3 separate regions of the Mus musculus genome follow, and all the other regions are linked to region 3. The links are chromatin contacts, called in public Hi-C and Micro-C maps. All regions are on one chromosome and are shown on one strand. The core of a region is the stretch at or near the end of the contact, and the rest is flanking DNA. Distances in the headings are between cores, read along the strand shown. Region 1 has its middle 110 kb from the start of Epha7. Region 2 overlaps Epha7 (Eph receptor A7). Region 3 holds the start of Epha7 (Eph receptor A7).

Region 1 (2,700 bases), core at 163-2,662, 110 kb before region 3:
GCAGCCTCCAGAAGGTGGCTGAACAAGAGCCTCTCCAGAGTGCCAGCTCCCTTCAGGAGAGTTTGCAAAGTACCCAAAGAGCTAAAGGGCTCTGCAACGCTATAGGAGGAACATCACTATGAACTAACCAGTACCCCCCAGAGCTGTGTCTCTAGTTGCATAGGTAGCAGAGGATGGCCTAGTCGGCCATCAACTGGAGGAGAGGCCCTTGGTCTTGAGAAGATCATATGCCCCAGTACAGGGGAATGCCAGGGCCAGGAAGTGGGAGTGGGTGGGTTGGGGAACAGGGCCAGGGAGAGTATAGGGGGCTTTGGGGATAGCATTTGAAATGTAAATGAAGAAAATATCTAATAAAATTTTTTTAAAAAGAAAAGAAGAAAAAAATAATAAAGAAAATGCAGTAGAGGCTCTGCCACTGAGAAGCTACATATTTTTTTGAAACTAGATGAGCAAGTGCGCAACAGTCTTGAATCCTCTGTTCCTTAGGAACAGATGTCTAAGTCCAACCCACATTCAAAGAGAATGGATTTCATAACACTGGCTGGGAAGCAGAAAAACTGGCATAAGGAAAGGAGAACAGAAAGAAATTCATGTACAGTTGGAAGGGGAGTTTGTTGTAATTCTGATCTGTACTTTGATCAATCTCTCTGACAATGGTCTTTGGCCTTACAACTACCCTACCTCAGAAAGGTATGGAGGTTCACACCTAAAACCCTGGCACCCTGATGGTTGCAGCAGGAGAATTGTCTTGAGTTTGAGTCCAGCCTGGGATAGAATTTAGTTATCGGCTAGACTTAACTATAGAGTGAATCTTTTTCTCAGACCTTTCTCAGAGAGAAAGAAAAATAAAAATTAGGAAGGAAGGAAGGAAGGAAGGAAGGAAGGAAGGAAGGAAGGAAGGAAGGAAGGAAGGAAGGAAGGAAGGGAGGAAGGGAGGAAGGAAGGAAGGCTGACAGACTAGAACTCAACCTGACCCTTTTCTGATTACTTTTACTAACTCTCACAAATTCCCTGCTCTGACACACGTAGTCAGTGTTGTTAATGTAACATGCTCGTTCCTTACATTTGTCCATGGTGTTTTCTCCTTCTACATAACATGTTTGCATGTACTCCTCTTGCCAAAAGAAGTCTACTACCTCTGCCCCTGGAAAACGAGAAAAAGAAGTGGAGAGAAAAGAATTTCCCTCTTCAAATATGTAAAGAGCTAGCACTAACCAGGTCAAATGTATAAAATTAAAAGGGCAATATTTCAGAAAAAATTTTTTAATAGAAATTCTTTACAGTCATCCAAGTCCCAAATCTTAGAACAAGATGACCCAGATCAAGAGTAAAAGCACTTGCTGCCACCAAGCCTGGAGTCCTAAGTTCAACTACCAGAGGCCTGTAAGTGTTGTGGATAGCTCTGGAGCTATATGTAATTTTATGCTAATTCCTTTCTCCTGGGAGGGGTTGTGAACTAGGAATGAGTCAGCCCTCAGGTGATTTCCTGTAAACCTTCTTCCCACCTTAATTTGTAAAATAAAGGCTAAAGCCAGTGATTGGACAGATAAAGGGCAGGTGGACCTGAAAGTTGAGAGAGAGAGAGAAGAAGGAGTGGGGGAGAGAGAGGACAACCAAGGACAGGGTGGAAGGAAAGCACAGCAGAAGCCCCTGGCCTGGAGGAACTGCTAGTTCTAAGGGGTCTCATAGATGGGAAAGACTGTAGTGTAGCGGTAGATCTGCCCAATCTAGGCACACACCATGTATTCATATTAATTGAGTTGTGTTTTCATTGCTAGGGCATGTTTGGATTGGAGAATTACTGCAACATGTATGAGGGGAGGAGAGAACAGAGTTTTACTAGTTTTGGAATCTTTGAGTACTAAAGGCGAACATTTGTTGACAAGTACAAAGGCATTTCTGTGTTGGATGGGAGTTGTAAAAAAAAGAAAAAGAAAAGAACTATAAGCCACTCCCAACTCTTGTTTCATGAACATCTAAATCCACCCTGTAAAAGGATGAAAGAGCAAAACTATTCTTTGTCATTAAAAAAAAATAATAATAATAATAATTCCAACCACTGAGCTGATCACAGGGTCCTAGAAAGGACTGAAGGAGCTAAAGGGGTTTGCAACCCCATTGGAAGAACAACAATATCAACCAACCAGAGTTCCCAGGGTCTAAACCACCAACCAAGGATATTATATATCAGAGGATGGCCTTGGTCCCATGAAAGCTTGATGCCCCATTGTAGGAGAATAGGAAGGCAAGGAGGCAAGGGTGGGTGGGATACACCCTCAGAAGCAGGAGGAGGGGGAATGGCTTTTGGAGGGGAAATCGGGAAAGGGAATAATAACATTTGAAATGTAAATAAATAAAATATCCAATAAAAAGTTTAAAAAACCTGATTTGCATATTAAAAATAAAAAATCACAGTTGTTAACTCATTCTACTTTTGATTGTCTTACAAAGTAAGGAACTTTCACTTTTCAGTATTTATTCTCCTTCAAATTTATTAGTATTAATAAACTATGAAATTCTATAACACTGCAAAATTTTAAATAAATATACTTGTGGTTAAAATGTTCAGACCAAGTTTCATTTCTGTGTACAAAGTCAGCAATTACACCATGTCAAATCCCTCTTCACTCAAGCACCTACCTATGAATGTGTACTAAAAAGCTGTCTTGGCTTTCACAATGTTGTGCATGGGTATTGTTC
Region 2 (2,700 bases), core at 162-2,661, 99 kb after region 3:
TTGTCGCCTTCATTTGAATGCTGTGAAGGCTGTCTTAAACAACAGATGCAAACCATCTTTCTCCTATTCTCTTCTCAGACATTTATGTCTTGCAGCATGTGAGAAGCATATTAAGTGGGCTTCAGGTAATAGAAGTAAGGTTTTCACAGATAGTGCTTGACAATTCAATCAAAGAAAATCAAGGGGAACGATTTATGGAAAAGGGTGGCTTACCATTGGCATTCTTGAGGACATTTACAGAATAAAGAGCAACTCCTTCCTTGCTTGTTACAGTATAAAAATTCAACAGCAGTATAAATCACCTATATGCAGGTGAACTTGAAACATTAAAAAGGCCATGGAAAGCCTGATTACTTTTTATTTTTAAATCCAGTATTGATAATATCTATTTTAACTAATGTGTATGATCATGTAGGTGTCTTTTTCCTGTTGCTTTCAAAAGGAATATATTGTACCTAGTTTTATATACCTTAAAGCACTGGATTTCCATCTGTGGTTCATAACCCCTTTGGGGGTCCCATATCAGATATCCAGTAGATCAGATATTTACATTATTATTTATAACCATAGCAAACATTCAGTTATGAAGTTGCAATGAGGCAATTTTAATGGTTGTGGGTCATCACAACATGAAGACCTGTATTATAGTGCTGCAGCATTAGGAAGGTTGAGAACTACTATCGTAAAGTGATTTGTGGGCTAGATCTAAAATTGTAGACATTACTAATAATTCCTATCTCTCTATTCAGCCTTCTTATTAGCATGAATCTCTGTCAACATTGGCATGTTTTTTACTTATTCATGGCATCCTCTCTGAATTTGATTAGTATATGAGCTTGGGTACTCTTGTTAGAGGAGAGTGAATGGGATGCATTGGTAACAGTAAGATATAGCAAGAACAATGAAAGCCTATAGTGCTGTCACCTACGGCGACGAGAAAGTCTGCTTCTTTTTTTTAATATCATAATGTAAATAAATCATTTCCCCTTCCTTTCTTACCTCCAACTTTCTCATATAACCCTACTTGCTCTCTTACAAATGATTTTGAAATATATATTGTATATGTGTACATATTATATATTACATTATATATATAATATTTTCTGGGTATATATTTTTAGAGATATATGTTCTAGAATACATAAAGAACTACAAAACCAAGCAGTGTACGTTTGGAAGTTTGAATGGGAAAGCTGGATTCCTGGAGATATTAATAAAAAGCTACCACAAACAGGGTTTCAACTGAACCAGCACTAGCTGTTATCAAGTCAGATCAAGCTTCAGGCAGGGCAGTTGTGTTTTGCAATTCATGTCTGAGAAAAAAGTTTGACATGGGTGAAGCTTATGACCTGTGATCTCTGATGTATTCCGTGTGGTTGTGTGGTTTCCTTGCTCTGTGTGAGATGTGTTGCCACAGTATTCAGGAAGTGAGTCTAAGGAGGGACAGTCTCCTGGCACATGGCTACATATAAGTTATACAGCTCAGACAACATCTCCCTTTCTTTCTATTTTAGATGTACTCTTCATAGAGCAACATCTCTTCCGGGACTACAGATCCCTCTATATAGTGCTGTCTTCCAGTAACCGTTTTTCTCCCCGTTTTTCCCTACCATGTAAGGATACAAAAGCAAGGATAACTTCATTTCATAACCTTTTCTAGCACTCATAATAAGAATCAGAGCTTCTTCTTCTTTCAAATGCAGGATTTTCTATAGTAGATCCAGTTTTATACAATTTACAAGAGATGCTAGTAAATAAAAATGATCTAACTCGGAGAGTATGTCAATGGTTACCATCAGACTACATGAGCGAGAGTAATGGAATATTAGGAAGTAAAGGCAGAGAGGAGATATGAATTGTAGTTTGGTAAGGAAGGTTGAAGCCTAGGCTGTGCTATGATACTTACATACGTGACCAATGGACAACTGGAGATCAAGAAAGTAAGGGATCATGAACAGTAAAGCACCACCTCCGTGGTGGTTAATGTCAGCGTGAGCCCCGGAGCTAGTAGATGACAGCCCCTTCAGATAGAAAGCACAGGACTACCAGCTGCTATGTAACCGTCAAGCCCAATTCAGAGGTTGTGAACAAAAGGCTCACAGAACAGAATTACCCAACTGGTAAGTTCTGTGCCCTGCTAAAGAGACTGCAAGCTGAGAAATAACCAAGCTTTCTATATGGAGATGAAGAGCTGAAAAATTACTGACTCTAAGCTGGGCATTGGTGGTGCACACCTTCAATCCCCGCACCCAGGAGACAGAGGCAGGTGGATCGCTTGAGTTCTTGGCCAGTGTGGTGTACAAAGCGAGTACCCCAGGACAGCCAGTGTTACACAGAAAAGCCTTGTCTTGAAAAACCAATAAATAAACAAATACATAATACATAATAAGTAAATAAAATTACTAAATTTACAGTGATATATTTTTACAGATGTCTGATTTATTTAATGAATCAGAATGATTTTATAGTTATTTATTAACAGCAGACATTGATTTCTAAAATTTTACTCTTTGAATATCACATATAGTTATGCATTTGTAAAATATATTTTCATCTTAGGAAATATGTTTTAGACTCTAAAAATTCCTGGACTGCTCTCCAAATGATGGGATTCACGTCAGTAACTTGTGAATATGTTCGCTTCATACGATCAGAGAAAATGAGAGAATGTGTTAACCAGTTTAAGAATTTTCTTATATT
Region 3 (2,700 bases), core at 99-2,598:
CCGAGGTTGAACTTTTTGTCCATCAGAAATAAAGGCTGATCATCAATGAGTGTTTATTTTTCTTTCCTTTTCTTTAAAAATATAGAACAATAAAAGGAAAATCCATCTTAAAATATGACGTACTTATCTACTCAGTGTGACCCTTGACATAGATGATTTGGCCATTACATTTTTAAGATTTTCATTTTACAATGTCAACCACCTCTTGCTTGCAAAGTGTGCAAAACTGCCTAATGGAAAACAGATTTCTCCACACACTTTTTTCTTGTAGCTAGGATTGGGTGAATTCAAGTGGAAATGTTGGTTACATTTTTAGTCTTAGCTTTTTTTAGAAAGATAATTACAGAATAATTATGGACTAACTACAGAAAATAGTAAATGTTTGCCCAAGTAGAAGGAATGGCTATGTGAATTTAGTACCTGGCGGCTTTCTTTAGAACTGAATGTTATTTACACAGCGAAATGGGAAACAATTCAAGTAGAGCAACCTATGAAAGACCCCAGAAAATGAGAAGCATGTAAGTAAAAACGACAAGAAACGTTTTCTAAGGTCCTATTTTGCCTGAGAAGAAACTGAAGATAGAAGGAGAGAAGAGGCGAGCATAAAACAAAAGACTTCCTTTCTCCAGCCCCACTTTCCCTGTTTCTTTTGTCATAGGTTGTTGTGAACTCAGGCAAACATTGAAAGGTTTTCTTTTGGGGGGCGGGGGGCACTTTTGATTAATTTTATTTTTCCAGAGATAGGGGAGTAGTAGTTAAACATGCCTCTCGAGTTACAGAACAGAAGTTCAAACTTTTGAAAACAAAAGAGAGGAAAAGAAAAGAAAGAAAGAAAAAAGGCAGAAAACCAAAGTTATCCGACCTGCTGAGGCTGCTAACAAAAAAGTAAAAGGCGTTCTAAAAGCATAGCTCAGTTTCACTGTCCGGGTCGGGGTCGGTGATTGGTAGTTGAGGGAAGGCTTGTTTCGCCTATGCCGTCTAGAAGACGTTGAGCAGCACTGCTATATACAGGAGTGTAAGACGGGAGAGTTATTCTCGGGTTTATTCAGCTCAGTGAAGCTGCAGTAGCTAAAAGCCAAGTGCTCCCGACTGCACGCCGCTGGCCTAACGCGGCTCGTCCCCGCTTTCCCGGCAACCGATCTGGGAGGGAATCCTGGACTCGCAACCCGACTCCGCTCGGCGTTGATTGGCTCCTGCTCAGGACCCCGCCTCCAAGGTAGAGGCGGCCACTTCGTAGGGACCCGCCCCCCGGCCGTGGGAATCGCCGCCTAGCAGGCGGGCTGCGGCTGCCACTCAGTCGGAGTGGCGGAGGCTCTGGGTTCGTAGCCCCGCCTCCTCCCCCCTAATTGATATTATTGGAGTGTGGAGCAAGCGGCCGGTCTGCAGTCGGAGACTTGCAGGCAGCAAACACGGTGCGAACGAACCGGAGGGGGGAGAGAGAAATCAAACAGCTAAGCGTGGAGCAGACGGCCTGGGACCCAGAAGGGGATCGATGCGAGGAGCGCAATAATAACAACAATAATAACCCACTTCGGAGCAAACAGCATCTAAAGAGCTGCGACCCAACTGCAGCCTAAAAAAATCAAACCTGCTCATGCACCATGGTTGTTCAAACTCGGTTCCCTTCGTGGATTATTTTGTGTTACATCTGGCTGCTTGGCTTTGCACACACGGGGGAGGCGCAGGCTGCGAAGGAAGGTAAGGCCAGAGGAAAGCAAAGTTTGTTCTGACTTATTTATTTCGCTGTCTACCTGCACGAGCCGACGGGTCCGCGGCGCTGGCCGCCGCGCCTCCGGCGCCGGGCGACCCTCCCTCGACCCCCCGCCCCCTCCCCGCCCTCAGTTCCAATCGACCAGAGGCGACCGGCCGGGACTAGTCGGGGCCCCGGAGCTCCAAGGGGTGGCCGGGGACTGGCGCGCGCTCTGCAGCCGGGCAGCTCGGGGGGCCATGGTGGCGAGGCTGAAGGGCGAGCGAGCTCCTTTGCATCCGGCATCTCGGGTCTTCAGCTCCAACCGCCGCGTTTGCTCCTTCTCTTGCGGTCGGCCTGCCGTGGACGCCACAGTGAGAGTTGGTTCGAAACCTGGGGAGTGGAGCTCCGCGTCGCCCCCAGCCTCCCCGGAGGAGCCGAGACTTCCGTGGCTGCGAGCGCTCGGGCTCCCGCCGACTCGCTCACTGCGGCGGCGGCGGCGGCGGCGGCGGCAGCGGCGCGGGCCTGCGGTGGGCGCTCGGCTGCCGCTCGAAACAATGCGGCCGCGAGGGGAGGCAGCGCGCGGGGCTCGGGCTCGACCCGCCGCCGGGAGGACTGGCCGCAGCCGGCAGTTTGCACGGAGAGGCCACCGAGTGAGAAGTCTCCCGTCACTTGGCCCAGGTCCGGTACTCCGGGAGTCCAAGTAGCCAGTCCTGGCCTCTGGGGACGAGTTCTGGTACGCGAGGGGAGGCTTCTTTTGACCACAGGATACGCCTGTACGTGGGTATTTTTCCCTGCGTCTCCTTTGAACCATTGGCAAAAGGTAAAATACCTTTTGGTGCCTGTAGTTGGAGCTGGGGAAAAATAAATCCTGTCAAAGGAAGTGTCTTGCTGCTAAGCAGTGTCACAATACCGGTACCTCATCTGACAAGCTTGCGTTTCTAAGGTTGATTTCTTGGATACTTTAGAAGCCTGTTCGGGGGTGTGGAGGGCGAGAGATCTGTTAGATTTAG

What was found. A called contact is a pair of places that touch in the nucleus more often than the background predicts.
Region 1: a contact with region 3 is called in a Micro-C map of embryonic stem cells, with 3 times the contacts expected there. The contact joins the enhancer-like site here to the promoter of Epha7 in region 3. A contact is called at or near these places in 4 of 484 Hi-C or Micro-C datasets (cerebral cortex, embryonic stem cells and forebrain), 1 of 115 datasets of contacts at active chromatin or transcription factors (embryonic stem cells) and 1 of 9 other capture datasets (adipose tissue).
Region 2: a contact with region 3 is called in a Hi-C map of the HPC-5 cell line, with 3 times the contacts expected there. The contact joins the enhancer-like site here to the promoter of Epha7 in region 3. A contact is called at or near these places in 6 of 484 Hi-C or Micro-C datasets (the HPC-5 cell line, the N1E-115 cell line, cortical neurons and 3 more).

Annotation. Positions count from the first base shown.
Region 1 is chr4:28,697,864-28,700,563 of GRCm38.p6, forward strand. No RefSeq gene overlaps it. Among named protein-coding and RNA genes, the nearest start is that of Epha7, 110 kb to the right of the region's middle. Within about 2 kb of position 1,413, at least 16 of the 459 cell types and tissues checked have an H3K27ac peak or open chromatin away from gene starts, as enhancers often do. A contact at or near this core is called in embryonic stem cells, where this site is marked.
Region 2 is chr4:28,910,845-28,913,544 of GRCm38.p6, forward strand. The region is part of intron 5 of Epha7 (Eph receptor A7); the gene reads left to right. Among named protein-coding and RNA genes, the nearest start is that of Epha7, 99 kb to the left of the region's middle. Within about 2 kb of position 1,412, at least 35 of the 459 cell types and tissues checked have an H3K27ac peak or open chromatin away from gene starts, as enhancers often do. A contact at or near this core is called in the HPC-5 cell line and granulocyte-monocyte progenitors, where this site is marked.
Region 3 is chr4:28,811,783-28,814,482 of GRCm38.p6, forward strand. Epha7 (Eph receptor A7) reads left to right here and starts at 1,349. Exons shown (of 17, transcript NM_010141.4): 1 at 1,349-1,698. The coding sequence starts at 1,602.